3 separate regions of the Zea mays genome follow, and regions 1 and 2 are each linked to region 3. The links are chromatin contacts, called in public Hi-C maps. All regions are on one chromosome and are shown on one strand. Each heading gives the region's core, a stretch centred on a gene start, on an enhancer-like site or on the middle of the called end of the contact. The rest is flanking DNA. Distances are from core to core; before and after follow the strand shown. Region 1 has its middle 93 kb from the start of LOC103632727. Region 2 holds the start of LOC103632727 (putative 1-phosphatidylinositol-3-phosphate 5-kinase FAB1C). Region 3 holds the start of LOC100501866.

Region 1 (3,163 bases), core at 266-2,765, 130 kb after region 3:
ATGAGAATCGCTTTGGTGAAAATCGTCTAAATCAACGTGAACATGGAATCTGTCGAGTCATCACGGTGGGAGAAATATGTCACTTCCTAGATACGTAGGATCCACGATATTTAGATTCTCCACACAACCAAATTATTTAGAAATCCAGATTCTCATAAAAAGCTCCACAATGTTGCTGATTGGGCATCTACTACCCTGTTAATTAAGACGACTCTTAAGGAGTCTCTGAGGGTTAAGTGGGAAAAAAAATCAAGAGACCTCTTCGCTAATCCGTCTCTTCACTACTTTTTATATTTATTGTTTGTTAACTATATTTATGATGTAGCAACTGCATACAATCTCTTGGCTGTTTTTTGTATTTAGAAAACCATTATATGGTCTATATGCTGTACTTGCCTTACGGTCGAGGCCGGTCAACAAACAAAGGCAACTCTCACCGAGCCGGGATTTCAGGGTCTCATCTAGGCATCTGAACGACTGAACCAAACGAGTACCAGCATGGCCTCACCCCGAGGAGAGACGGGCAACAGACGAAGGAATGTTAATACGTGAGCCTAGTTATAGGCGAAGGAATCTCGCCGCCGGTCACGTGCGCGAGCCGGTGGGGGGGGGCAACCGGCGCGTGAATGCACGGCAGCACGGGCATCCTGAACGCACACGCACCTGAAAATGAATTATGAGCGATCCAGATCCATGCAGACCCCAGGCGCCGCCGTGGATCCGAATTCACTAGGCGAAGGCGTAGTCGTCCGGAGCTTCGGATCCGGATTCCGGACAGCCGCACGAATTGAACACGACAGTCGGTACATACCTGTAGTCCGTGCGAACACTGTACTCCTACGCAATTAGTATTAGCGTGCGTCGTCCACAAACGCAGAGAAACATCCTCACGAGTCACGACACGCGTCGTGCAGCGATCACCACGCCACCACGGTGTGTGTGTGGGGGGGGGGGGGGGGTGTTGTCCAGGTCCAGCGGCACACTGCAGACGCCACCACGGGGGGGGGGGGGGGGGGGGGGGGGGGGGGGGGGGGGGGGGGGGGGGGGTTGGCATGAGCTGACACGCCTTTGTTTTTTTTATACTGCCAAGTAACGTTCCGGTTAGGCGGTTACTAGTACCAACTTGGCAACATTCTAAAGCAAAGTACACAGCGCACAACGTTCTTTTTTTTTATGGTTCACAGCACGCTGGCTAGCAGCGGCCAGTCACATGACTTTCATCCAACCGTGTGCTTGCGCTGCCGCTGATGGGTCCTCCCTCCGCGTTTAACCACCACCGTCTGTCAAAACACACAGGCAGGCAGGCAGTAGGTGGCCGCCGGTGCGCACGCCCGGTCGCCGGAACCCGACGCAGTCCGTGCGCGTCTGCTTCACAGGCGGAGGCGCACAGTAGTACGCGTGAAGCAGTGGTCACGGCTGCTTCAGTGCTTCTACCGCCGGTTTAGATCCGGAGCGGTGGTACGGTACGGTGGGACGATGCCGCTCCGCGGTTCACGTATAATCACGTGCGCGCGGCAGCCGGGACCGGGGATCATGAGATGAGAGGCCCTGCCTGCCAGTGCCAGTGCCACTGTGCCAGACGAGAGAGCTGACCGGATCGGCGCGCGCGGCCGTTCGTTCACCCATCGATTCGGAGTTCACGCGCGTCGTGCCGCGGGGTGGGACGGCCAGCGCAGCGCGGGCGGCTTCGGAGCCCGAGACGAGAGGCCGAGGCGACGAGTCACCACCAAGCTTGGAAATGGGGAACTCGATCTTCTGCCCGCGTACCAACAGGCGACACGGGTTTCCCGTTCTTGGATTGGAGGGCGCCTCGCCTAGCCGTCTCGCGTCGCCGTCACGGTCACATGATTCCAGGTCTCATCATGTGAAACGAATGAAACCCCGTGCGTAGACGTCATGCGTGGCTGCATCTGCATGGAGCCTAGCCAAAACTCCTGATTCCACGGAGAAAGAACGAGAAGGTGCTTGCTTCGGTTCTGGGATTTCCCAGGACCTAAGGGCTTTTGGTGGAAGTGAAATTTGAGGGGATCAATGAGGATGCATTCGGGAATTTCTTCAGATCTTCTTCAATTCTCCTTCCACCAAATTAGTCTTAAAAATATTTATTATATACATCCAAACATAGAGTATGAAGAAAATCGACCATGGTTTTACCACTCCCTGGCTTGACAAAAACAAAAAGAAACAAGGAATCGAAGTTTTCTAGTTTATATTCCTGCCTTTGACTTGTCACGAATATAGGACAATGGACTTTGTGATGTTGTCATGTCATATATATATTCAACTACAAGTATATTTATATAATAACTCTCTGAGAATATGTATAACCCCATTAATTGAGGGGTCTCTTGAGGAGTCCTCAGGGGTTAAATGAAAAATAATCAAGAGGCAGGTTCTTCATAAATAGCTCATCTCTTCACGATTTTTTATATATTATTTTTTAACTGCATTAATATTCTAGGAGCTCGGGATTGCATGATGCAGTTTCTTAGTCATCTTTTCAACTTGGAAAATTGAGCAGGAGGCTCTACTGCTTAGGTTGTGCATGCCCTGATTAATGTGTCCACCTTTCTTTCTCACAAACTATCTTGGGGCGTGTGAGTAGCCCGCTTTTAGCCCAACTACTAGTGAGCAACAAGATTTTCCCTCTTTATATCTTTCTTTCTTTCACGTCATCATAAATCTAACATGATATCTCTTGTGACCCGCTTACATCACTTTATTATACTTTCTCTTAGGTAGAGGAACTGCCACGCATCACCGAGGAGGCGTCGACGCATCTGCACATCGAGCTATGGAGCACACGAGCGTGGATCCAGGTAGACGTTACGGCTAGGGATGGGGATTAGGATTGGGAAGAACCAATGTGGCTTGCCATCTTATATACATACTCTCTCATGTGTACTATTAGTTGTCGTTTTGGACAAGGTTTGAATCAAACTTATAAAATTTTGACTACAAATAACTATTTTATTATTTAGTTTTGAAACCTAATGTTTATATACTTTAATTTGTCTTAACATGTGCTTTATAAAAGTATAAATTTATTAAGAGTTTATTTGTATTTTAATTAAAAATATTGATCAAAGTTATATTTTTGAGACCGTGTCACTGTCCTAAAGGACAATTAATAGGATACTGGAGAGAGTAGATGCTAGATGGT
Region 2 (2,962 bases), core at 183-2,682, 220 kb after region 3:
TTGAATGGTATGACATAACATTTAAGAGGAATAAATTTTATGAGGATGAAATTAGTTTCATAGGAATTTTTGTCAACTCGTTTCTAAGACCTTAAATAACCGTGTAAAACCTCTATTAAAAGTGATTTAGTTACAATATTTTACTATTTTTTTATCGGTCATTTAGTTAATATGTTAGTGTGTGAAATAGTGAAACAAACTTTTATATTAAAAGACAATTTTTATTCTTAGTTTTATAACACTTTTGATGTTGTGATAATGTTAAAGAAGTATTACAAAATTTCCATAAAAATAGCCTCGGAGTAAAAAAAAGATGATACTGTATTTACTACTAGGGAAACATATCTATGCAATCAGTTATATTGGTGTAATCATACAATCAAATGATCTAGTGTATTCAATAAAAATCAAAAAAATCCAACGATGATTGCTATTTTAGATGGAAAAGGTTAAATGTAAAATAACAACTAGGTTTTAGGATTAGGTTGAAGGGGTTAAATATAAAATAGTAGTCACTGTTGAATTTTGATTGGATGTACCGGATCACTTGATTGCGCAATTGCACTAACATAACTGATTAGCACACATCCCTAACCTATAAAGACACGATAACCCCATGTGCCACTTCGTATGTGGGTCTCAATCACCGTACTTTATGTTTTATTTTTTTGGAATTAAGAGCCATAAAGAAGTCCCAATTACTTTATCGCTTGTCATAGAATATAGTTGGTTCCTCTTCGCTATTACTTTCAAAATACAGTGTAAAGGTGTGGGTATGGAAAGAAATAACACCGCGTAAATAGTCATTTCCTTATTTTATCCATCCATTTTTTGAGCACATATAAATTTGTCTTTAAAACATTGAGTATATATTGGCTATATAGTTGTGTGCTTTATGTTTTTTATATAGACAGTAAAAATTCAATAATTCATGTCATATAAGTTGCCGTTTGGTTAGCGTATTTATAACGTGATGGAGAACTGATAACATTATATCATGTTTGTTTAGCTTCAATCGTAATTAAATATCACACTAGAAACTAATACCGATCTATTCAAACTTGTTACCACCGGTACTCGAGTGTAAATCATTACCGTTACTAGTTATATTACATTTCGTGAACTAAACAACACCTAAACCTTTTGCATTGACACAAGAGAATCGTACCATCGACACAAGAAAACAGAGTAGAAATGTAGAATGGATGGTGACCTGAATACATCCAACATATGTATCCTCTTCTCTAAGAAAAAGACCTTCCACTGTTGATTTTAGTTGGCTCACATTCCTCCTCTGATTTTAGTGGTAAAGAACGTCAATATATGAGTGCTAGTAAAAAAACAAGGCCAGGGGAAAATGGACGCTAGCCAAAGCAAGAAAGCCACCCGCCGTCCGCCGACGACAAGACGCACACGGTACTCATCACACAAACTTGAGAGCGGCAAAATAACAATTTTTTTTTTCTCACACAGACTTGAGACCCGTCCCCGTCTCATGCTTTCCTTCCTGGCCATCGAAACGGAGGGACACCGGATAACGAGCCAGGATTTCCACCGCGCGCGCCCAAGCGGTTAAATAAAAATCCCACCCGCCGCGGCGAGCGTCTGCCCGTCACTGTCCTGTATCTCTCGCAAATCTCCCACCCGCCCCACATAATAAGAACCGCCGCCGCCGCCGCCGCCGCCGCTCTTCTCCAACCTCCGTCTCTCCGAGCATGCACTCTGCGTTCTCGTCCTGCCGTCCTACTCGCTACGCGGCGCGGCTCTGAATTGGCATCTCCCGACCCCGCCTCTCGCGCGCCGTCCCCCCGTCCCCGCACCTGCCGAAGCTGAACCCCGGTCCCGGCGGCATTGCGCGCGCGCTCTCTCTTTCTCTCTCTCGCTGGAGGCGGGACCGCGGGAGAGCCGTCTCACTCAGCGGCGCCGCGGGCCGCTGGCCCTGCCGCACCCGCGCAGGGTGGTTGGTCCCGTGTCGGGTGTGGTGAGGCGCTGACTTGGACGGGACGCAATCAGCGGACGAAGGAAGCTTCGGGCGTGGCCGCGTCGCTTCGCCTCGTCTCCTGCTACTTGTTCGGAACTTCTCCATCTTTCCCCACAGTTGGTTTTGATCTTAGCGTGCCGTATCGCCCTATCGGGGATGGGGTTGCTGGAGTTCGCGGTGGGTAAGGCCAGATCCCTTGCCGCCGCCACTGACCTGGAGCAGCGGCACGTGCACAAGGGCGAGCTCGCGCGGATCGAGACGCGGCGGTGCCAGGAGGCGGGCCATGGCGTGACCACGCCCAAGGCCCAGGGGCCGGCTTCGCCCGTCGGGCCGCCCACGCCCCCGCGCCGCCTGACCGAGGCGAGATCTGGAGGCCAAGCCGATGCCGGCCCGCGCTCTCATCCTCCCGGCTGTGATACTAGGTAAATGCAAGTCTACCGCAGTTCTTACAACTTGCCGTAAATAGATACCTAAAAAAGTCAAGCGTTGCTTAAAAACATGGAAGTTTAAGTTGTCTGGTCGATTGACTGGGAACTGTATTTATCCTTCCTTTTTCTATGGACTTGAAACTGTGCTGTTTGGTTCAGTAATGATAATGGGATCTCTTACCGGCGGTAATGGTTACTAGTTATAATTGGAATGGTTACTAGAAAGAGCTCAACTAAACAAAAGTATCAGTATCCATTACCCCATGCCATTTGCGTTACATTTCGGCGAACCAAACAACACCGGCAGTGCCGGCGTGGGCAAGTTACAAACATATTGGCTGGCTAGGGCAAACACATGACATGTGTATATCTTTGTGATTTGTCAATTGTCTTTCTGAATTCTGATTGGGGTTGAATAACCTTTGAATCGATTTTTGGCTGTGGATGCAGGCGAGTGGATGAGGAGGCTGCTGACGAGTCAGGGGCCCAGTTTGCAGCCTCTGTGACTGACTTCTTACATGACTTCTCAGATACCGAATCTAGTGTTAGTAAC
Region 3 (3,227 bases), core at 424-2,923:
GCTAGCTAAATTTAGGGGCTAAATTTGCGAGCGACCAAACTGATAAAATGAAGTTTTCAGAGGAAACATCGGTGTGCGTGCAATGCAATGCAACGACACACGGAGACCTGGACCAAATGAAGACACGGCCTAGTAGCTAGAATAATCTGCCTTGATCAATCTTAGTTTGCGTAGTTAATTAACTGGTCAAGGAAAACCTACTTATCTTGCTCGAAACCTGGAGGAAGTAAGAAACGGTCGGACCAGCAGTTGCATTGCAGTTGTAGGTAACCAAGACTGACCAGAGAGGGGCTTACACGCACCAAGATACGCGCGGCGCGCGGGAGAACCGGTATTTGTGTGGAAACTTGCGTCGATCGTTGGATCGAGATCCGACGGCTCGGATTTATCAGCAGAGGTTAAGAAAACACGGGCATCCGTTTTCTGTGCCGCATCGCCCATCGGAAGAGACAGGACGATGGAGATTTGTTGGCACCAAACTCGATGGAGAGGCCCCCCAAGGCCCAAGCGCAGCGGACAAGCTTTTATAACTGACCTGCTCGCCTCTCTTTCCTTTCCCTCTCTCTCAGCTAGTCCTCCAAACCCCCACGTACTATACTACGTACGTTATTAACCCCACCTCCCCAGCAGCTAGCATCTCCTCGTCGCTAGCAAAGCAACACCCGAAGGCCTGCGGGCGCGCGGCGTGCGGCCACGCCACCGCGCCATGGGCAACGCTCTGGCGGGCAGGCGGCGCGCGGCCAAGGTGATGACGGTGGACGGCGCCACGTTCCGCTACAAGACCCCCGCGGCGGCGTGCGCGGCGCTGCGCGGCCACCCGGGCCACCAGCTCCTGGAGTCGGAGGAGGTGCGGCGGCTGGGCGTGCGCGCGCGCCCGCTGGACCGCGACGCGCCGCTCAAGCCCGGGAAGCTCTACTTCCTGGTGCAGATCCCCCGCGGCGGCGCCGGGGACGGCGACGACCCGCGCGCGCCGCGCAAGACGTGGTCGGGCGCGCTGCGCGTGGGCGCCCGCGAGCGCCTGGAGGGCCTGATGCTGTCCCGGCGCACCGTCTCGGACGTGTCGTCCATCCTGCCGCCGCCCGCCGCCGCGCGCCTCGCCGCCGCGTCGCCGTCGCCGTCGCCGCCGTCGTCCGTGGAGGTGGGCGCCGACGGCGCGGTGCGGCTGCGCATGCGCCTGCCCAAGGCCGACGTGGCGCGGCTGATGCAGGAGAGCCGGGACCCCGCCGAGGCCGCCGAGCGGATCATGCAGCTGTGCGTGGCCAGGGACCAGGGCGTCGTCGCAGCGCCGCCGCCCTCCGCGCTGATGTCCGGCAAGAACCCGGCGCCGGCGGCGGCTCCAGCGCCGGCGTTGAAGAAAGAGGTGAGTGGGCATGCATGCATGATCCCTTCCCTTGCAACAACAACTCCTCTGATCGAGTTGCAGCTTAAACACACAACTGCAAGGCCACCTATAGAGCTGGTTATAGGGAACAATTAACCAATCATTATCCCGAAGCCGTCCCGTGACACTAGTTGGACTTAGCTAGGAGTAGGACACGGGCAAAACCAAATGCGCAAAGACGACGGCGCATCGCGATCGTGCAACGTACTGTTGCGACGCAAAATCAATAGGAAACTTATGGGCGCTCAGCTCGTTTGGAAATTGGAAGACGACGACAATGGAACGGATCGGATGGGCTGTGGCTTCACTCTCGTGCTCAGCTTTGTTTTTGTAGTAGGTACTCACTGCACTTAACAAATCCAGCGTCGTGCGTGCATGCCAGCCCTCCTTGTACTACATGTCAACTAGATAGCCCAGCGCGTAAGCTTGCTTGCTTGCTAATGGGGTCCACGTCGCATGAGGGCGACCACACGCGTCCGGCTAATCGCCCCTGCATGTGCCTAAGATTCCGCGTCTGTGTTAGACTAACCCCCGTGTCCCCGTCCGAGCCATTGGCAATTTTGCCATTATCATTTGTGGGCTTCGCCAGTATGCCATCGGACCCACAAATCATAGACACAGACGGTCCCACCAGTCATAGACACGGGATGGCATAATAACAGGCAGCCAAATTTGAGAGTGGCAAAACAGCAAATTTCTCGTCCCCGTCCCGTCCGGGCCCCTTGGGATTATCATTCATGTTACGATTGGTGACGAGAGTTCACATGGTCTGGCCCACCCTACCCCCTCCGGCCAGGTGACGTTTTCAGACGTAGGCATGCCATCATCTTCCTCATGTCTTTCATTACTTCTACTGCATGTAATTTTTATTTCACTACGCTTACGAATGGTACATGTATAACGTGGTACGGTGGGGTAAAAGATGAGGCTAGTGTGTGTGGTTGCCAAATAAAAAGACACGTGCACCACTATTTCCAAAGAGATGGGACTGCACATCACGGTGCCTTAAAATAGTGTTTGCTCCTCATCTCCTCTTTGCTTTCCTAGTAATGAAAGGGGCCGCCCTAATAGAGAGTTGGTAGGAGTTATTAGTGAACCCGATTAGTTCAGTCAAATCGCGATAAACAAAACAAATCCTCAAGGGACACGGTCAGTCCTTGCAGCGTTTACTACCTCCTGACGTCGAGCTATATAAGTCGCTATTTAGCAACACGGACAAATTGAAGGACAATCGTGGACTGCAGCTTTGCTTCTTTTTTTTCTTCTTTTTTCTGGTAGCACGACTTTGCTTGGTGTTAGAAAAGGAAGGGAGAGATCGAGTACCGATAATACATAAGATTAGTGATTTGGTTCACGGTCGCAACGCTTTCTTTTCAAGGGAAACCGTTGGTTTGTCAAAGGGCTTTAATTTCCAACGACCCGTCCCGGCCCCAGTCACTCCGACTACACCAAATCAAACGATGCCTTTCTGTGCATCTGTTTACACATGCAAGGCGTCGATCGTGCTTTCTTAGCTTACTGTTAACCTGATTTCACATTCTGGATTTTTTTTCCCTGTCCCCTTGTTGCAGAAGCGAACAAGGTTCAAGGCAGTCCCAGACGAGATCATCGGATGACAAGCGGAAGCCTTGAGATCGAGTACTCCTGTTTTTTTTTTCTCTCTCTTCCCCTGCTTGATCGCTTGTTCATCGGCAAGATGCATGGGTTGCTGGGGTTATCTGGAACATGAGAAGCCGCTCTGGCTTCCTATCTAATCTCCCCAGCAATTCTCATCGCGTCCTAAGTCTTAGGCCAGTCGCCATCTACGTACTTCAGTCTTCGTTCTCTGTTTTCATAGGTATGGAAA

The links. A called contact is a pair of places that touch in the nucleus more often than the background predicts.
Region 1: a Hi-C map of endosperm shows a contact between it and region 3, with 2.3 times the contacts expected there. The contact joins the enhancer-like site here to the promoter of LOC100501866 in region 3. A contact is called at or near these places in 4 of 25 Hi-C or Micro-C datasets (bundle sheath, ear, endosperm and 1 more).
Region 2: a contact with region 3 is called in a Hi-C map of tassel, with 6 times the contacts expected there. The contact joins the promoter of LOC103632727 here to the promoter of LOC100501866 in region 3. A contact is called at or near these places in 17 of 25 Hi-C or Micro-C datasets (bundle sheath, ear, endosperm and 6 more).

Annotation. Positions count from the first base shown.
Region 1 is chr7:113,815,908-113,819,070 of Zm-B73-REFERENCE-NAM-5.0, reverse strand. No RefSeq gene overlaps it. Among protein-coding and RNA genes, the nearest start is that of LOC103632727, 93 kb to the right of the region's middle. Within about 2 kb of position 1,515, at least 20 of the 20 cell types and tissues checked have an H3K27ac peak or open chromatin away from gene starts, as enhancers often do. A contact at or near this core is called in bundle sheath, ear, endosperm and 1 more, where this site is marked.
Region 2 is chr7:113,722,469-113,725,430 of Zm-B73-REFERENCE-NAM-5.0, reverse strand. It overlaps LOC103632727 (putative 1-phosphatidylinositol-3-phosphate 5-kinase FAB1C), which reads left to right and starts at 1,432. Exons shown (of 11, transcript XM_008654468.3): 1 at 1,432-2,403; 2 at 2,860-2,962. The coding sequence starts at 2,138.
Region 3 is chr7:113,945,155-113,948,381 of Zm-B73-REFERENCE-NAM-5.0, reverse strand. It overlaps LOC100501866, which reads right to left and starts at 1,673. Exons shown (of 2, transcript NM_001196507.2): 1 at 620-1,673. The coding sequence starts at 1,372. It overlaps LOC107604626, which reads left to right and starts at 573. Exons shown (of 2, transcript NM_001323503.1): 1 at 573-1,360; 2 at 2,953-3,227. The coding sequence starts at 707. The coding sequence ends at 2,997.